Regions from separate parts of the Pan troglodytes genome. Here region 1 is linked to region 2. A link is a contact called in public HiChIP or PLAC-seq data. All regions are on one chromosome and are shown on one strand. Each heading gives the region's core, a stretch centred on a gene start, on an enhancer-like site or on the middle of the called end of the contact. The rest is flanking DNA. Distances are from core to core; before and after follow the strand shown. Region 1 holds the start of HAS3 (hyaluronan synthase 3). Region 2 holds the start of ZFP90 (ZFP90 zinc finger protein).

The links. HiChIP or PLAC-seq counts read pairs in DNA pulled down with a chosen protein or histone mark.
Region 1: a contact with region 2 is called in an H3K4me3 HiChIP or PLAC-seq map of stem cell-derived excitatory neurons, with 5 times the contacts expected there. The contact joins the promoter of HAS3 here to the promoter of ZFP90 in region 2. A contact is called at or near these places in 1 of 7 Hi-C or Micro-C datasets (stem cell-derived neural progenitor cells) and 1 of 1 datasets of contacts at active chromatin or transcription factors (stem cell-derived excitatory neurons).

The regions. Positions count from the first base shown.
Region 1 is chr18:67,145,471-67,149,068 of NHGRI_mPanTro3-v2.0_pri, forward strand. HAS3 (hyaluronan synthase 3) reads left to right here and starts at 1,755. Exons shown (of 4, transcript XM_001168498.7): 1 at 1,755-1,889.
Region 2 is chr18:66,584,651-66,588,542 of NHGRI_mPanTro3-v2.0_pri, forward strand. ZFP90 (ZFP90 zinc finger protein) reads left to right here and starts at 2,158. Exons shown (of 6, transcript XM_063797327.1): 1 at 2,158-2,336; 2 at 2,620-2,687. The coding sequence starts at 2,655.

The DNA of each region.
Region 1 (3,598 bases), core at 505-3,004, 560 kb after region 2:
CACTGGGGCTTACTGGCAGACTCTAGAGCCCTCCCCTCCACCAACCTAAGGCTTCTCCATCTTTGTGTAAGTAGGAATGGCTCTGGTAGGGCCCCTCAGGCCATCTGAAGTTCAAAACACATTGGCAGCTGGGCTGGATAGCATGCCTATAGGACTAGCTCCTAGGGAGGCTGAGGCGGAAGGGCTTGCTGGAGTCCAGGAATTTGTTTTTGAGACAGGGTCTTGTTCTGTTACCCAGGCTGGAGTGTAGTGGTTCGATCATAGCTCACTGTTGCCTTGACCTCCTGGGCTCAAGCAATTCTCCTGCCCCAGCCTCCCTAGTAGCTGGGACTACAGGCGCACTCCACCATGCCTGGCTAATGTTTTTTTTTTTTTTTTCTTTTCTTTTTCTTTTTTTTTTTTATTTTTATTTTTTGAGATGGAGTCTCACTCTGTCGCCCAGGCTGGAGTACAGTGGCACAATCTTGGCCCACTGCAACCTCCGTCTCCTGGGTTTAAGCGATTCTTCCGCCTCAACCTTCCCAGTGGCTGGGACTACAGGCACGTGCCACCATGCCTGGCTAATTTTTGTATTTTTTAGTAGAGATAGGGTTTCACCATATTAGCCAGGCTGGTCTCTAACTTCTGACCTCGTGATCTGCCCACCTCGGCCTCCCAGAGCGTTGGGATTACAGGCGTGAGCCTCCACCCGGCCCTGGCTAATTTTTTAATTTTAATTTTTGTAGAGACGGGGGAAGTCTCGCTTTGTTGCCCAGGCTGGTCTTGAACTCCTGGCCTCAAGCGATCCTCCATCTTCAGCCTCCCAAAGTGCTGGGACTACAGGTGTGAGCCACTGTGCCTGGCCAATAATGTAAGATGGGATTGTGTGGAGTAGGTGTGCCTGGGGTCTTTGCTTGCCTGCGGGGACTGAGGTGTGAGGTCTGTGGCCCAAACTGAGCAATGGTGGGCAGGCAAGTCCCTGAGCCCCTAAAACTTCCGAGAGGAGAAGTTTTATAGACTGCAGCTCAGGTGCCTATAAATTTGTTGCAGCTTGGGAAGAAGTGATAGAAATTATATCAGGTGTATTTGGAAAACAGGTAAACTCTGTTTTTTGTGTTTTTTTTGTTTGTTTGTTTTGTTTTTTTTTGGAGACGGAGTCTCGCTCTGCTGCCCAAGCTGGAGTGCAGTGGTGCGATTTCAGCTCACTGCAACCTCCACCTGCGGGGTTCAAGCGATTCTCCTGCCTCAGCCTCCCGAGTAGCTGGGATTACGGGCATGGTGCCCGTAACGCCGAAAGTGCTGAGATTACAGGCTTGAGCCACGGCGCCCGGCCACTCATTTTTTAAAAACTAGTTATTAATTATAATTTCTCTTCAAGTTTTCCTGAGATGTAAAAACTCATCGCCTTCAGCTGGTTCTAAACTTCTTGTCTCTGCTAACAACTCTCCCCCCTCCTCGATCTCACCCCACCCCAGCGCACCCCAACTCACTTCATCTCACTTTACTCGAGTCTAGCACTATCTTTTAGGGACCTGAAAACTACTGTCGATAAGGTCAGTTGGGAATTTAGGAGATCATGGATGTCGGAAATAAAGGTGTGAAAAAGAAGAGGAGGAATTGTTTTGGCTTTAAGACACCGGAACCTCCAAGGTTCCTACAAAACCGTTTGCAGCTTTTGCAAACCGCCTTAAAGTCATCAGCGCCCCACTGCGGAATTCAAAGCTAAGCTGTCACAATTGTTAACACCTTCTTTGACCAGCCTTTTTACATTTGACAATTCTCTTCAGCGCCTCTTTCTTGCCAGCAGGAAGGTTTTGCTGCCTTGGCTTTCGGGAGCCCCCTAGACAGCGAACTGCCCCTTCGCGTGCAGAAGTCGGGGAAGAGTGCTCTCAGCTCGCCTTCCTTGCAGGGTGAGTAGGTTTTGCGGGTTAGAGAGCGGGGCGTGGGGGCGGGGAGGGAGAGTAACAATTTTGGAAGTCCCTGCGTGGTATCTGGAAAGTTAACGACGCTTCAGGTTCTAGGTTGAGCCCAGTGACCGTCTCGCCTTGGCAGCTGGTCCCAGGGCGATTGCAGAGCCGCGTGGCCTTCGGCCCCAATCGGGGGACCCAGCTTCGGAGAGGGCGCAGGGGCTGCGAGTCTTGCGAGCCGGAGCCGCGTCCACCCGGGACTAGGCGTCCCCGCCGAGCGCTGGCTTGTGGCGCTCCCTGGGACCGCGCGGGGTCGGGGGTGCGCCCTCGGGGGCCCTCCCACTCTGGTCAACTTTCCCGGCCCCAGGGCCGGGGGAGGCGCCTCTCCTGGCGGGCACGCGCCGGGTACTTAAGGGCGGCTCGGCAGGGCAGGCGGCAGTCGGAGCGCGCGGCGGCGCGGAGCGGAGCGGGAGGAGGGGCATGGAGCCGCCGCGGGCCTGCTGAGCTCCGGAGCGCGGCAGCCGGCGGCACGGTGAGCGCGGGCCGGCCGGCACCCAGGAGGGGCGGGCCGCGCGGGGCTGCGCCGAGGCCGGGGAGCGCCGGGCGGCAGGGGTGCCTCTCGCCGAGCCCCCCGCACCCGGCCAGCTCCCAGCCCTGCGGGCGCCGCGTCCGGCGCGGGGAGGCGGGTTGGGGGCGGCGGCAGCCCCGGGCTTCCCGGCGGCCGTTCCTGCAGCCCCCTCCCCACTGACCCCTCCTCCCTTTCTTCCTGCATCCTCTCCTCTTTCAGCCTCGCCTCCCTCCTCCCCGGCGGCTCCTGTTTTGTGAATGAATTAGGAGGCGGACGCCGGTGCGGGGCTCCAGGCTGGCTGGGGTACCCCTCCCCCGCACCTTCTACGACCTCCCGGGGGTTTGCACCTGTCCGGGCACCAAGGTACCAGGCGCCCACGTTCCTGCGGGTTAGCCGGGCCGCGGCAGCACGTGTCCGGGGGAGTGGGCTCCCCTCCCCTGGCCGGCCTGGAGGGGCCCGGAGGGCGGCCGGGCACAAGAGGAGGAGCCCCGCTGGGCGCACAAGTTTCCATGCCGCCGCGTGTGGCCCTGCCGCGGGGCGCACCTGTCAGCGGGAGAGACGCTGCACACCAGCAGCCCCTCAAAGTTTCGGAGGCTTGATGGAGAAGCGTGCGTCCTTGACTGGGGGTTCTCCTTCCGTAGTCCTGGGAGCCGGACTTGAGAGCGCCCCCAACCTTGTGCCCTTGAAAGCCGAGTGCGCGTTAGTTTGCCTGGGCTGGGCTCCCGTGGATGAGCGAAGGGCATGAGGAGGCGGCGGTCCAGGCTGTAGGATCACCCCACAGCCTCTGCCGGCTTGGGGTGACACAGCCCCCCGCCCCAGGTCTGGGCAGGAGAACCTCGACCACAGCCTGCACCAGCGCCTGATTGCACGTGGGGTATCTGGTTGAGGGACATTTTGGGGGCCTCTATTTGGGGGTGGGGGTAGTAACCTGGGTAATGCCTCTAATTCCTGCGGGGGAGGGGTCCCGCCCAGGGAAGGAGAGGGCCGGCGACACCGGGGATGCGCCTTTGTCTACAGGCACACTTTGCCAAGGTAGCTGGGATACCAGGAAGAGCAGGGCCTGGTCCGACTGGGATCCCTTGGGTTTTCCGTTCCTTCCCGGTTGGGTCGTGGGAAACCGGCACGTGGGTGTGGCCGGCGCCGC
Region 2 (3,892 bases), core at 908-3,407:
TTTTTTTTTTGAGACAGAGTCTCCATCTCTCACCCAGGTTGGAGTGCAGTGGTGCAATCTTGGCTCACTGCAACCCCCACCTCCCGGGTTCAAGCGATTCCCCTGCTACAGCCTCCCAAGTAGCTGTGATTACAGGCGCACGCCACCACACCCTGCTAATTTTTGTATGTTTAGTAGAGATGGGGTTTCACCATGTTGGTCAGGCTGGTCTCGAACTCCTGACCTCAAGTGATCTGCCCCCCTCAGCCTCACAAAGTGCTGGGATTACAGGCGTGAGCCACCATGCCCAGCCTGCAGTTGCCTTAAGTTGCAGCTACTAAGTCACTTGCCTCAGAGAGGCCTCCCGGTCCACTCTAATTCATACTTGTGAATTATGCATTCTGCTAATTCCAGACCACTATATTCACAAAGCAGTGATAGAAAGCATTCATTAATTTTTATATATATTTTTTGAGACAGTCTCGCTTTGTCGCCCAGGTTGGAGTGCTGTGGTGAAATCACAGCCCACTACAACCTCTGCTTCCTGGGTTCAAAGGATCTTCCCACCTCAGCCTCCCAAGTAGCTGGGACCACAGGCGCACACTATTGCAACCAGTTAATGTTTGTATTTTCTGTAGAGACAGGGTTTTGCCATGTTGCCCAAGCTGGTCTTTTAATTCCTGGGCTCCTCCCTCCTCAGCCTCCCTGTGCTATTGACATGTTATTTCATTACTTGTTAGCCCCTTGCGCAGGATTTTGTGTTTGGGACAAGCCAACAGTGATGGAAATTTTCTCCCTTTTTTGTTTTGTTTTTTTTGAGATGGAGTTTTGCTGCTGTTGCCCAGGTTGGAGTCCAATGGTGCAATCTCGGCTCACCACAACCTCTGCCTCCCAGATTCAAGCGATTCTCCTGCCTCAGCTTTCTGAGTAGCTGGGATTACAGGCATGCGCCACCAAGCCTGGCTAATTTTGTATTTTTAGTAGAGACGAGCTATCTCCATGTTGGTCAGGCTGGTCTCGAACTCCTGACCTCAGGTGATCCGCCAGCCTCAGCCTCCCAAAGTGCTGGGATCGCAGGCTTGAGCCACTGCACCCGGCATAAAGCATTTATTTTTGAATGTTCATATTTTTGATAAAGCAGTGTGACATCAGGAACATTTCGTTGCAGTCATTTTCTACCATGTTGGTATGCAATGCTCTAATGTTAAGAAATCAAGCTGAAATCTAGGAAATGTAGCCTGAATGTCTGTGATATATAAGACATAATTACATAAACCCTAATAGCTGTATCTAAAAGTTGACCTATCTTTGTGTTGAAAATTTCCATCGGGCCGGGCGCGGTTGCCCATGCCTGTAATCCCAGCACTTTGGGAGGCCGAGGCGAGTTCAAGACCAGCATGACCAACATGGAGAAAACCCGTCTCTACTAAATATACAAAATTAGACGGGCCTGGTGACGCATCGCATGCCTGTAATCCCAGCTACTCGGGAGGCTGAGGCGGGAGAATCGCTTGAACCCGGGAGGCGGAGGCTGCGGTGAGCCAAAATCGCGCCATTGCACTCCAACCTAGGCAACAAGAGCGAAACTGTCTCAAAAAAAAAAAGAGAAAATTTCCATCATTGTTTGCTTGTCCCAAACAAAATCCTGCGTAAGGGGATACGAAGTAATGAAATAACACGGCAGTAGATCTGCCTTTGCACATTGCTCAGGAGGCCACGGATTTGTCCGAAGTTTCTTTTTTCTCTAAAATGAAAAATGGAAAATTGCCTTTTGACGAAGATGTAAATGCCCCACCCTCTGACGCTGTCTCACTCCCTTCCTGTGTCACTCTTACCGCTGAAGTCAGGACCTGACATTATCTTGTTGACATGTTTGCGTTTTTATCGTCAGCCTCGTCGAAAGGGGCGTACGATTGCTCCCTGAAACCAGGGTTTTTCTCGGCCGATTCCCCAGCTAGCAACAAGCCCCTTGCAAAGAGGAGGCGGACAGTGACTGGAATACAGGGACACGCACACTCGAGCCACACTGGCTGCCTCCCTCGGCCCTCGCAGGGGTCCCTAACGCGCCTTCGGAAGCCGCCTAGGCGGGGCCTGCGCGCGCGGGCCTCTGGGAAGTGTAGTTCGCGCGCCCGGCGTGGACCCGGGGTTGCAGGAGCGAGGCTCCGAGTGCGCAGGCGCACTTCCGGCTCTGCCCCGCCGCTGCGGCCATTGTCCGACCCCGGTGCGGCTGAGGCCCCTTTGGGCAGCCCCTCCGCAGATCAGAATTGGAGATAACCGAGCCTTCGGCGGGGGCGGGAGGAGCTGCCTGAGGCTCTGGGTGGGCCGGAGGTCGCGAAATCCGGAGCCCCCCAGAGGCGGTGATTCTGAGTGCGCGGGTCTGGGCGGGACCCCTCCTGGGTTTGGCGGGTGTCAGCCGGGCCTCGCCCACCACCCTGCGAAGGGGACTGGGCGTGGCCGGAGGGGGGTGTCCGGGAGGCTGCTGAGCCTTTCATTTCGGGGATGGGGAGCGGCAGGCCCGGGCTGGTTCCGCGGTCCTCGCCACCATCTCCCCTGGAGATGTGGTTTAGGGGCGGAGGTGGGGCGGGGCGGGGTGGGGTCGGTGTTGCAGCGGGGTGAGTGGGCCCTGTCCTTTCTCCCCAGCTCCTGCCCCGGAGCCGGGCCCTGGCGAGGCAGGAATGGCCCCGAGGCCTCCGACCGCCGCGCCCCAGGTGAGCAACGCGTTCCTAACCTCCTGGGCATCCCATCCATCTATCCATCCCATCTCCCAAAGGTGTTTGGAGCAGTTATTGTTCTCTGCCTGGCGACTCCCTTACTTGCTTGGCTCGATCGGAGCCTCCTGGCCATGCAAAACCCCAGGCTTTGGGGAGCTGGATTCCCAAAGGGGAGGCTGCTCTGTGGGGTAGAGAGGGCCAGTGTGGTGCGATCTTGTGGGAGGAGTTGAGATTGGATGCGTTGGGAAGTGTCAGTTTTGAGAGTCCTGAATGCCACGCCAGTTTTTTGAACTCTTGTCAATAAGAAATGGAGAGAGTGGGGTCACAGGATGGAACACTGTAGAGGAGGAAGTGACTGTCGGCAAGTGAGGAGAGAGGAGCCCCAGCTTCTGACCCAGGGCCCATAGAGAGTCCGTAAGGGGCCGTAGAAGCCTGGTTAGAACATGTCTAGGAAGAGGCTGGAGATGGGCTTACTTGGGCAAGGAGGCAAAAACAAAACAAAATAAAAAACAACCAAAAACAAAACCAGGGCTGATTCTCCCAGAGCATTTTGTGTCTGTCCTTTTCTGCTTTAACAAAGATGTAATAGAGCAACTCACTCCCCACCGCCAGAAGTCCAGCCTTCACCTTAATGTGAGGCTGATTCGTGAACCCATTTATTCTTGTGGCAGAGGGGGCATTTTCTAGAAGCGTCACAACTCTAAGGTTATCCATTGATTTACATATTGGTGAAAATACATCAAGATCCAGATGGTACCTGTATCTTTGAATCTACACTCTCTTTAGAATTAAGGGAAAATGACAGATTGTAGTTGCTAGGTGTGTGAGACATCAAGATCAATTCAAATAAAAATACCAAGTTGACAGGTACAGTGGGTCACACCTGTAAGTCCAGCACTTTGGGAAGCTGAGGCAATAGGATCGTTTAAGCCCAGGAATTTGAGACCAGCCTGGGCAACATAGTGAGACTCCGTCTCTGCAAAAAAAAAAAAAAAAAAAAAAAAAATTTAAAAGATAAAAACACCAACTTAGTAATGTCCTTCAAAAGAGCAGTTTATAGTGAATTAAGCATACTATATCATGCCTTTTTTTTTTTTTTTGAGACAGGGTCTCTGTCACCCAGTCTGGAGTACAGTGACATGATCTTGGCTCACTGCAACCTCTGCCATGGTGCACGCCACCATGCCCGGCTAATTTTTGTA